2 separate regions of the Sus scrofa genome follow, and region 1 is linked to region 2. A link is a contact called in public HiChIP or PLAC-seq data. All regions are on one chromosome and are shown on one strand. The core of a region is the stretch at or near the end of the contact, and the rest is flanking DNA. Distances in the headings are between cores, read along the strand shown.

Evidence for each region. HiChIP or PLAC-seq counts read pairs in DNA pulled down with a chosen protein or histone mark.
Region 1: an H3K27ac HiChIP or PLAC-seq map of skeletal muscle shows a contact between it and region 2. The contact joins the enhancer-like site here to the promoter of COQ8A in region 2. A contact is called at or near these places in 1 of 5 promoter capture datasets (liver), 8 of 47 Hi-C or Micro-C datasets (embryonic fibroblasts, fetal heart ventricle, heart right ventricle and 3 more) and 1 of 2 datasets of contacts at active chromatin or transcription factors (skeletal muscle).

What each region holds. Positions count from the first base shown.
Region 1 is chr10:14,628,984-14,632,742 of Sscrofa11.1, forward strand. The region is part of intron 4 of COQ8A (atypical kinase COQ8A, mitochondrial); the gene reads left to right. Among named protein-coding and RNA genes, the nearest start is that of COQ8A, 34 kb to the left of the region's middle. Within about 2 kb of position 2,213, at least 22 of the 83 cell types and tissues checked have an H3K27ac peak or open chromatin away from gene starts, as enhancers often do. A contact at or near this core is called in liver and skeletal muscle, where this site is marked.
Region 2 is chr10:14,595,586-14,598,962 of Sscrofa11.1, forward strand. It overlaps COQ8A (atypical kinase COQ8A, mitochondrial), which reads left to right and starts at 1,652. Exons shown (of 15, transcript XM_021064416.1): 1 at 1,652-1,807.

The DNA of each region.
Region 1 (3,759 bases), core at 963-3,462, 34 kb after region 2:
GAAAATAATATGTGTTTTTGTTCTCTGGTTTAAAAATTTTCTTTTTGCGTTTGGTTTTCAGCAGTGTGACTGTGACATGTTTGGGTGTGATTTACTTTGCTTTTATCTTGCTTGGGGTTGCAGAGCTTTGTGAATCAGTGGCTTGATGCCTTTTATCGGCTTTGGAAAATTCTGATCGTTTTTGCAAATTCTGTGTCTGCCCTGTTGTCTCTTTCCTTTCCCTCTGGTACCTCAGTTAGACATATATTAGATCTTTCTCCTCTGTGCTTGTGTCTCCTCTACTCTTTTCTGTCTATTTCCTTTGTGCTTCAGCCTTAGAGATTTAGAGGGGATGTTGTCATCTCCTCTGACCTATGGGCTGAGGGAGAACTGGATGATTATAGAAATGAGACTAATAGATAAATTAGGCACTAGAGAAAACTTGCCTAAAGGACTTGAGCATTATGTGCAGAGTACTTTGGTGGTTACCAGGACCTTCACCCGGGAAGTTAATCCATGTCTTTAAGGCAGAAAGAGGGGAATCCTAAGTAAGAGAAATAGAGAGGACACAAAAAATGGAGAGAGAGAAAAAGATAAGAATGTTCAGAGTCTGTGTAGAAAGGATTTTGAAAGATGCTATTTGAAAACAGGTGCTAGCATGAGAAAGAGTGGGCCAGGAAGGAATGGACCTTTGGGAATCCTGTTATTTTTAAAAGGTGAAAGGTTAAGGAACCCTCACCCCTAGAAAAAAACTTTTCTTTGGAAGATAGTTCGGGAGTTCCAGTTGTGGCTTAATGGGAACAAATCTGACTAGTATCCAGGAGGATGCAAGTTCGATCCTTGGCCTCGATCAGGGGGTTTAGGATCTGGCGTGGCTGTGGCTGTGGTGTAGGCCAGTGGCTGTAGCTCTGATTCGACCCCTCGCCGAAAACCTCCGTATGCCACAGGTGCAGCCTTAAAAACACTAAATAAATAAATAAATAAAATAAATAATAGTTCGCAAGACTATTGAATTTTTTCCCTTTCTTTTCTTTTCTCTCTTTCTTTCTTCCCTCCCTCTCTTCCTTCCTTTTAAAAATATTTTTTGTCTTTAAAAATTTTTTTTTGTCTTAGAGCACCCCATGCTCCATGTCTAAAGTCAGGCTTTTCCTCTACAAACGTTTATCAATAGGGCACTCGATTTTCATTGAGGTTGTAGAGACCTGAGGTCCTGGGCTTGACGGGGGCTGCCCTGGTGTCCCCTCGCTGGGTAGCACACAGTGACACCAACTTTGCTGCCTGATTTCCTCAGGGCGCATGCTGCACGTGTGCTATTGTTCTAGGCATCCAACGCTTCCCTTGTGCTCCCCGAGGCAGCAAGCCAGATGCTCTGTAGGTCCAGGCGAACTTCTACACCCTTGCAGGGGTGAGGAGCCTGGTTTCTGCTTTTGTGGGTGCCTACTTTAAAAGGGGCTTCGGGAGTTCCCATTGTGGCTCAGTGGTAATGACCCCAGCTAGTATCCATGAGGACGCAGGTTCAATCCCTGGCCTCACTCAGTGGGTTAAGGATCTGGTGTTGCTGTGTGCTATGATGTAGGTTGCAGACGCAGGTTGGATCCCGCATTGCTGTGGCTGTGGTGTAGGGCAGCAGTTGCAGCTCCGATTGGACCCCTAGCCTGGGAACCTCCATATGCTGCAGGTGTGGCCCTAAAAAACTAAATAAAATAAAAGGAGCTTTGCTGCCTGTTTTGCCCTCTTAGAAGCTCTGTGAGGAAATTGAGGCAGTTAGTGTCTCCAGCTACAGACGAGGAAGCTGAGCCACAGTCCCCAGTCCCCCAGGGCCATATGTGTATTTGTAACAGTCCTGGGACCAGGAGGAGGCCTCTGTCATACAGCTGGGGTCTGCGCCTGGCGCCCCTGAATTCCTCTCCCACCCTGGCCGTGTTCTGAGAACCTAGAACCCTTTGCGGGGAGCTGCCTCCACCACCCCTTCCTGTTGCCCTCCTCCGATGCTGGGGCCTGACGCTGGGCTGGCGGGGGGATGCAGGGAGGGAGGAAGAAGGGACCTTCCTAAGGGTTCGGGAGCCTCTGGAGGCAACGGGAAGGAGCCTGGCCCCCTGCCTTTCCTGTGCAAACCTTCTCATCTCCTCAGGTTGGGTGTGTTGCTGAAAGCCAGGGCTTAGAACAGTGTGGCACACGGGGGTCCGGCGTGAGTGAAGCGGGCTTGTGCCCTTGCTATGGCAGAGGCCCTCCGTCCAGCCTTGCTCCGCAGGCCTGCCTGGGGGCTGGCAGGAACAGAAACTCTTCCCAAGCCTCCTCGTAGGTGGCGCTGTTTGCTGGCAGGAGTTTTGTTTTTATTTTTTGTCACCTCTGTGCCGGTCTGGACGGAAGCCCATTTGCTCAGCAGGGACTGATTGGGCCCTGGGGACCTGCTCCTCACTCCCCCATGCTTCTTGTCTGCAAAGCCTCCGTTTGTGAGAGAAATGTCTAGAGCTTTCTTGGGAGGGGCTGGCGCCGCCTCATAGGCTGGGGTGGCAGCCTGGCTGCCAGCGGTGGCCGTGGGGCCACGGAGCCAGTTCTGAGTCTTGTCACCTCCAGGACCTCCTAGTGGGCTGTGTGGGCCAGGCTGGGCCGGACTGTGGGTCAGGACAAGGAGTGGCACTATTTTGAGGGCGGGGGTGACCCTGGAGAGTGAGCGAGCACTGGTTCCGGCACGTCCTCACCCAGGCGGGGGACCCGAGTGGAGGCAGCAAGGCAGAGGTGCTGATGTTCCAGGAGCAGCCCTGGTGCACCTGCTCTGCGTGGAGGAAGCGTGGCGGGGCCCTGCCTGCTTGTGCACGAGGGCCTGAGACTGGCTTTAAGCTCAGCCAGGTTGGGGAGGGTGGGAGGACCAGCCTATTCTTGGATCGGTAGAGCCGGAGCCCCTGAGGTCAAGGTCAGGGCTAGCTCTCACCAGCTGAGCTGCAGGGGGAGCCTTTCAGTTGGCAACTCCTTGGTTCTGGCATTGGGCTGGTCCCGAGGGAGCTCCCAGGGCCGCAGAAGGAGCCTATGGCCTCCTTTGTGGAATGTTCACTCAGAGATTCAGTGTTTAGTGACAGGCCCTTGGCCTTGGAAAGCTTTGGCTCTGCCTGGCAGCCCAGAAGCGGCCAGAGAAGAGTTTGACAGAGCACCCGAGGCGGGCCCAGCAGAGTCAGAGGCTTGGTGACTGCACGAGTGGCCAGCTGGGTCCCCTTTGATGCATCTGCCTCTTCTGCAGTCTTGGCTTTGGACTTGACCTAGGCAGAGAAAAATCTAGAGGTGGATGTATTGCTGAAGGTTACTGCAGTTTAAAATTTAATGTTCCTGTTATCATTATTTTGCTAAGTCAGATATTGTGCTGGGTCAGGTGGAGGTGGATAGCGGGGAGTTAATGTTTGATCAGAGACACAACTCCGGCTCGGTGCCCAGTGTCCTCTGGAGCTGGGTGGGGGGCGGGGGAGCAGTGTCAGAGGGAAGCAAGCCTGGCACCTCCATCCCCACACACCCCGCTGTTTTTGGGGGCGTTTCCTGAGGACTGTGCCTTCTTGCCATGGTCTCCAGAGCTTGACTTCTGCTGCCCTTGTGCTGCCCCAGCAGCAGCGTGGGGTGCCGAGCACTTGAAAGGTGGCTGCTCCAAGCTGAGATGTGCTCTGACGGTAAAATGCACATTGGATTTTGAAGCCCTGGTACAAAACGAGCAGACAACAACTCCCAAATCTCGATAACCATGTTTATATTGAGTGCTTGTGGAAATGACAGTGTTTTGGGTACACTGGGTTAAAT
Region 2 (3,377 bases), core at 402-2,901:
GGCAGTTCCTTGGTTTGTCAAAAACTCTCTAATTCTCAAAAATGGGCGTTGTATGTAATGTGGAGAAGATGGAGGGAAGGGGCAGAATTTGGACTATGGAGCGAATAAGTGAATGTTCCACAGAGATATCCTGCAGGGCCAAGGTCCGGCCCAGGGGTAAGCAGAGGGCTGCCACCCACCGGCCCATGCTGCAGAACCTCATCTCAGGTCCCATGTAGGGGACGACGGGCTCCAGCGTTCATGAGGAAAGGTGAAGGTCAGTTCACGTCTGGATTCCCCCTCCTCCCATTTCAGGCATCAGCATGCAAATGCTTTCAAAAAAAAAATTTTTTTTTTTTTGTGGTCCTTTTAGGGCTGCACTCGCAGCATATGGAAGTTGCCAGGCTAGGAGTCAAATTGGAGCTGTGGCTGCTGGCCTACACCACAGCCACAGCAAGGCCAAATCTGAGATATGACTGCGACCTACACCACAGTTCAGGGCAACACGCATCCCTAATCCACTGAGAGAGGCCAGGGATGGAGCCTGCATCCTCATAGGTACTAGTCGGGTTGGTTAACCGCTGAGTCAGGATGGCTACTCCGAAATGCTTTTGATTTTTCTAAGCAGTAATATTAAACATGTTTCAAAAATGGTAAATGTGAACTCCTCAAAATAGTCTCAGAATAAAGGACAACTTTTCGGCATGAATATAAATATTTATATGAAAGTCACTGAATTGTTATTTCTCTTTTCCTCACAAGCTCCACCAATAACCTAGGACAGAGCTGCAGACCGGGGAATGGAAACTGTCACACCATCGGGGCTCAAATCTGCACCTCTGGGTGACTTGGAGACCTGGGGCCACTTGGTTCTGGAGGAAGCACTTTCTCTTGGGACAGCTCTGTGTCGGCTGTTTCTCACTCCTGAGGACCCCTCAACCAAGCCGGCTGGCCGCCAGCCGCCGCCGGGCCCGCTTCCGCGCCTTCCACGTGCTGGCCTGTCGCCCGGCTCAGGGGAGGGTCGGGCCTTCCCGAGGAGACTCTCGCTAACAGGAGCAAACGACGCTGCACGCTCCGGACCTACTCCTCGGGCGACCCGACCGGGGCCACCAGCGGCGCGCGCGTGCAGTTGCCCGCAAAGCCAAAAGAGGGACCCGCGGCGAAATGCGACAAGTGGGTGGAGCCGGAGCGCCGATTCAGACGTGCACCCAGGCTGCCCACAGCTCTTCCCCCTTCAGCGGGAACTGGGACAGGGGTCCTCGTTACATAAGGCGAGCACGGGGCGGGCCCGCTGCGGTTGCCTCTGCTCCTTCCACTGCCTCCCCTCCAGGCCCGCTCAGAGGCCCGGGGAGCATCGTCTGGGACGTAGCAGCCAACTGCCGGTCACCGCGCCTGCGCCCTCCGCCTGGTCCGAGGCGGGCGCGGAGCGGGGGGGGGGGGGGGAATTGTTTGGGCGCACGCGCGCCAGGCCTCCAAGCCCAGAACGCCCCGCTTTCCCAAGTAGGGGAAAGGGCAGCGAGGAGGGACGACGGGGCGGGGCCCTGCGCGCTGGGGTGGTCTCCCATTGGCTCCTCTCTCTCCGCCCTCTGTTCCGATTGGCCACAGGTCGAGCGCACGGGCCGAGCACGCTGCCCCTTGCTGGGCGGCGCTGGGCCGGTGGCCGCGGCGCAGCCAATGGGAGCGGCCCGCGGGCGGGGCTGCGGGTGCTGGGTCTCCGGGCGCGGGCGAGTTGGTAAACAGATCCGGAGCGCGTGCGGGGAGCCAGCGCTGCGCCGAGTGCGCGGAGGCGGCGCGAAGGTGACTTCGGATCCTAGCTTCCTGCAGCAGGGTAAGGCTGCAGCTCTCCGCGTGCCCTGAGTGCTGTCTGCTTGTGGCCAGAGCTGGGCTCACCACCCGCTTGGGCCCTTCTTGCATCTTTCACAAGGGACGGCGCGGCTTCCCTTTTGCGAATTTAATTTGCCTCCGGCTTTTGGCAGCCGAGCGGTGAGCGCGCCTCAGAATGCAGGGTGGGCGCCCTGCGGCTGTCTCCTACCCCTGTTCCCACCTTAGCCGAGGGCTGTCTCTGGGAGGGGACGAGGGTCACGTGCCCAAGCCTTAGGCCCCCGGAGTATGCTGGGCAGCTCCGGTGACCTGATGTTGTGTTTCTTGGTGTCCAGTACTGCTTTCCTGCCTTGCTTTCTCATGATGATATTTCTCTTCACGCCCAGATCCCTTTGCACTGTCTCAGAGGAGCTAACTGCCCCCGGCCCCATGTTTGTGTCAGGACTTTGACTCCCTTGGTCCGAGCCAGCTGTTGGCTTTCACAGGTGGGGTTTGGAGTGAACTTGGGAAAGGGGGCCCTTCTTGGTTCTTTCCTCTGTTGGCTTTCCTGTGACCGTCCTCTTCCTCCAGACACTAGGGGTCTTGTGAGTGGTTTGGGCTTAATTGCCTAAACATGTGCCTTTTTCCAGCCTCTGCCCTGCTGCCGAGCCCAGGTCGGTTCTCCCAGGTGCCTTATGGGATGGGGAATGCTGCAGGGGCGGGTCTGGGTGCTGGGACTCTGTATTTGGGTGAGGGGTGCCAGTCTCCTGCAGGGTGAGAGACTTCTGTGCAGTCTCTCCTCCTGGTTAGAGCCTGCAGCCTATGGGAAAACTTATCATTGCTCACTAGGGCCCTAGGTGTGTGTGACAGAAGCCTGAAGGGCTGGGCCTGCCAGGCCTGACTTGTTGCTGGGGATTTGAACATGCCTGATGCCAGCCTGCCAGTTGTCATGGGTGGGTGGGTCATGTTGGCAGGAGGGCCCTTCTCCAGAGAAGAGACAAAGGGAGGTGCTGGTGGTTCTTAGGAGCAGCTTTTTTTGTTGTTCTTGTCTTTTTAGGACCACACCTGCAGCATATGGAAGCTCCCAGGCTAGGGGTCAAATTGGAGCTGCACCTGCTGGCCTGCACCATAGCCACAGCAATGCCAGATCCAAGCTGCACCTGCAACCTACACTGAAGCTCATGGCAACATTGGATCCTTAACCCACTGAGTGAGGCCAGGGTTTGAACCTGAGTCCTCATGGATACTAGTCGGGTTCATTACTGCTGAGCCACAGTGGGAACTCCAGAAGCAGCATCTTTAAGATTGGTAATGGTTTGGAGTTCCCGTTGTGGCTCAGTGGTTGACGAATCTGACTAGGAACCATGAGGTTGCAGGTTTGATCCCTGGCCTTGCTCAGTGGGTTAAGGATCCGGAGTTGCCATGAGCTGTGGTGTAGGTCGCAGACTCAGCTTGGGTCCCGTGTTGCTGTGTCTCTGGCATAGGCCAGCAGCTATGGCTCCGATTGGACCCCTTTAACAAGTCCCTCCATGTGCCGAGGGAGTGGTCCAAGAAATGGTAAAAAGACAAAAAAAAAAAAAAAAAAAAAAAAAAGACTG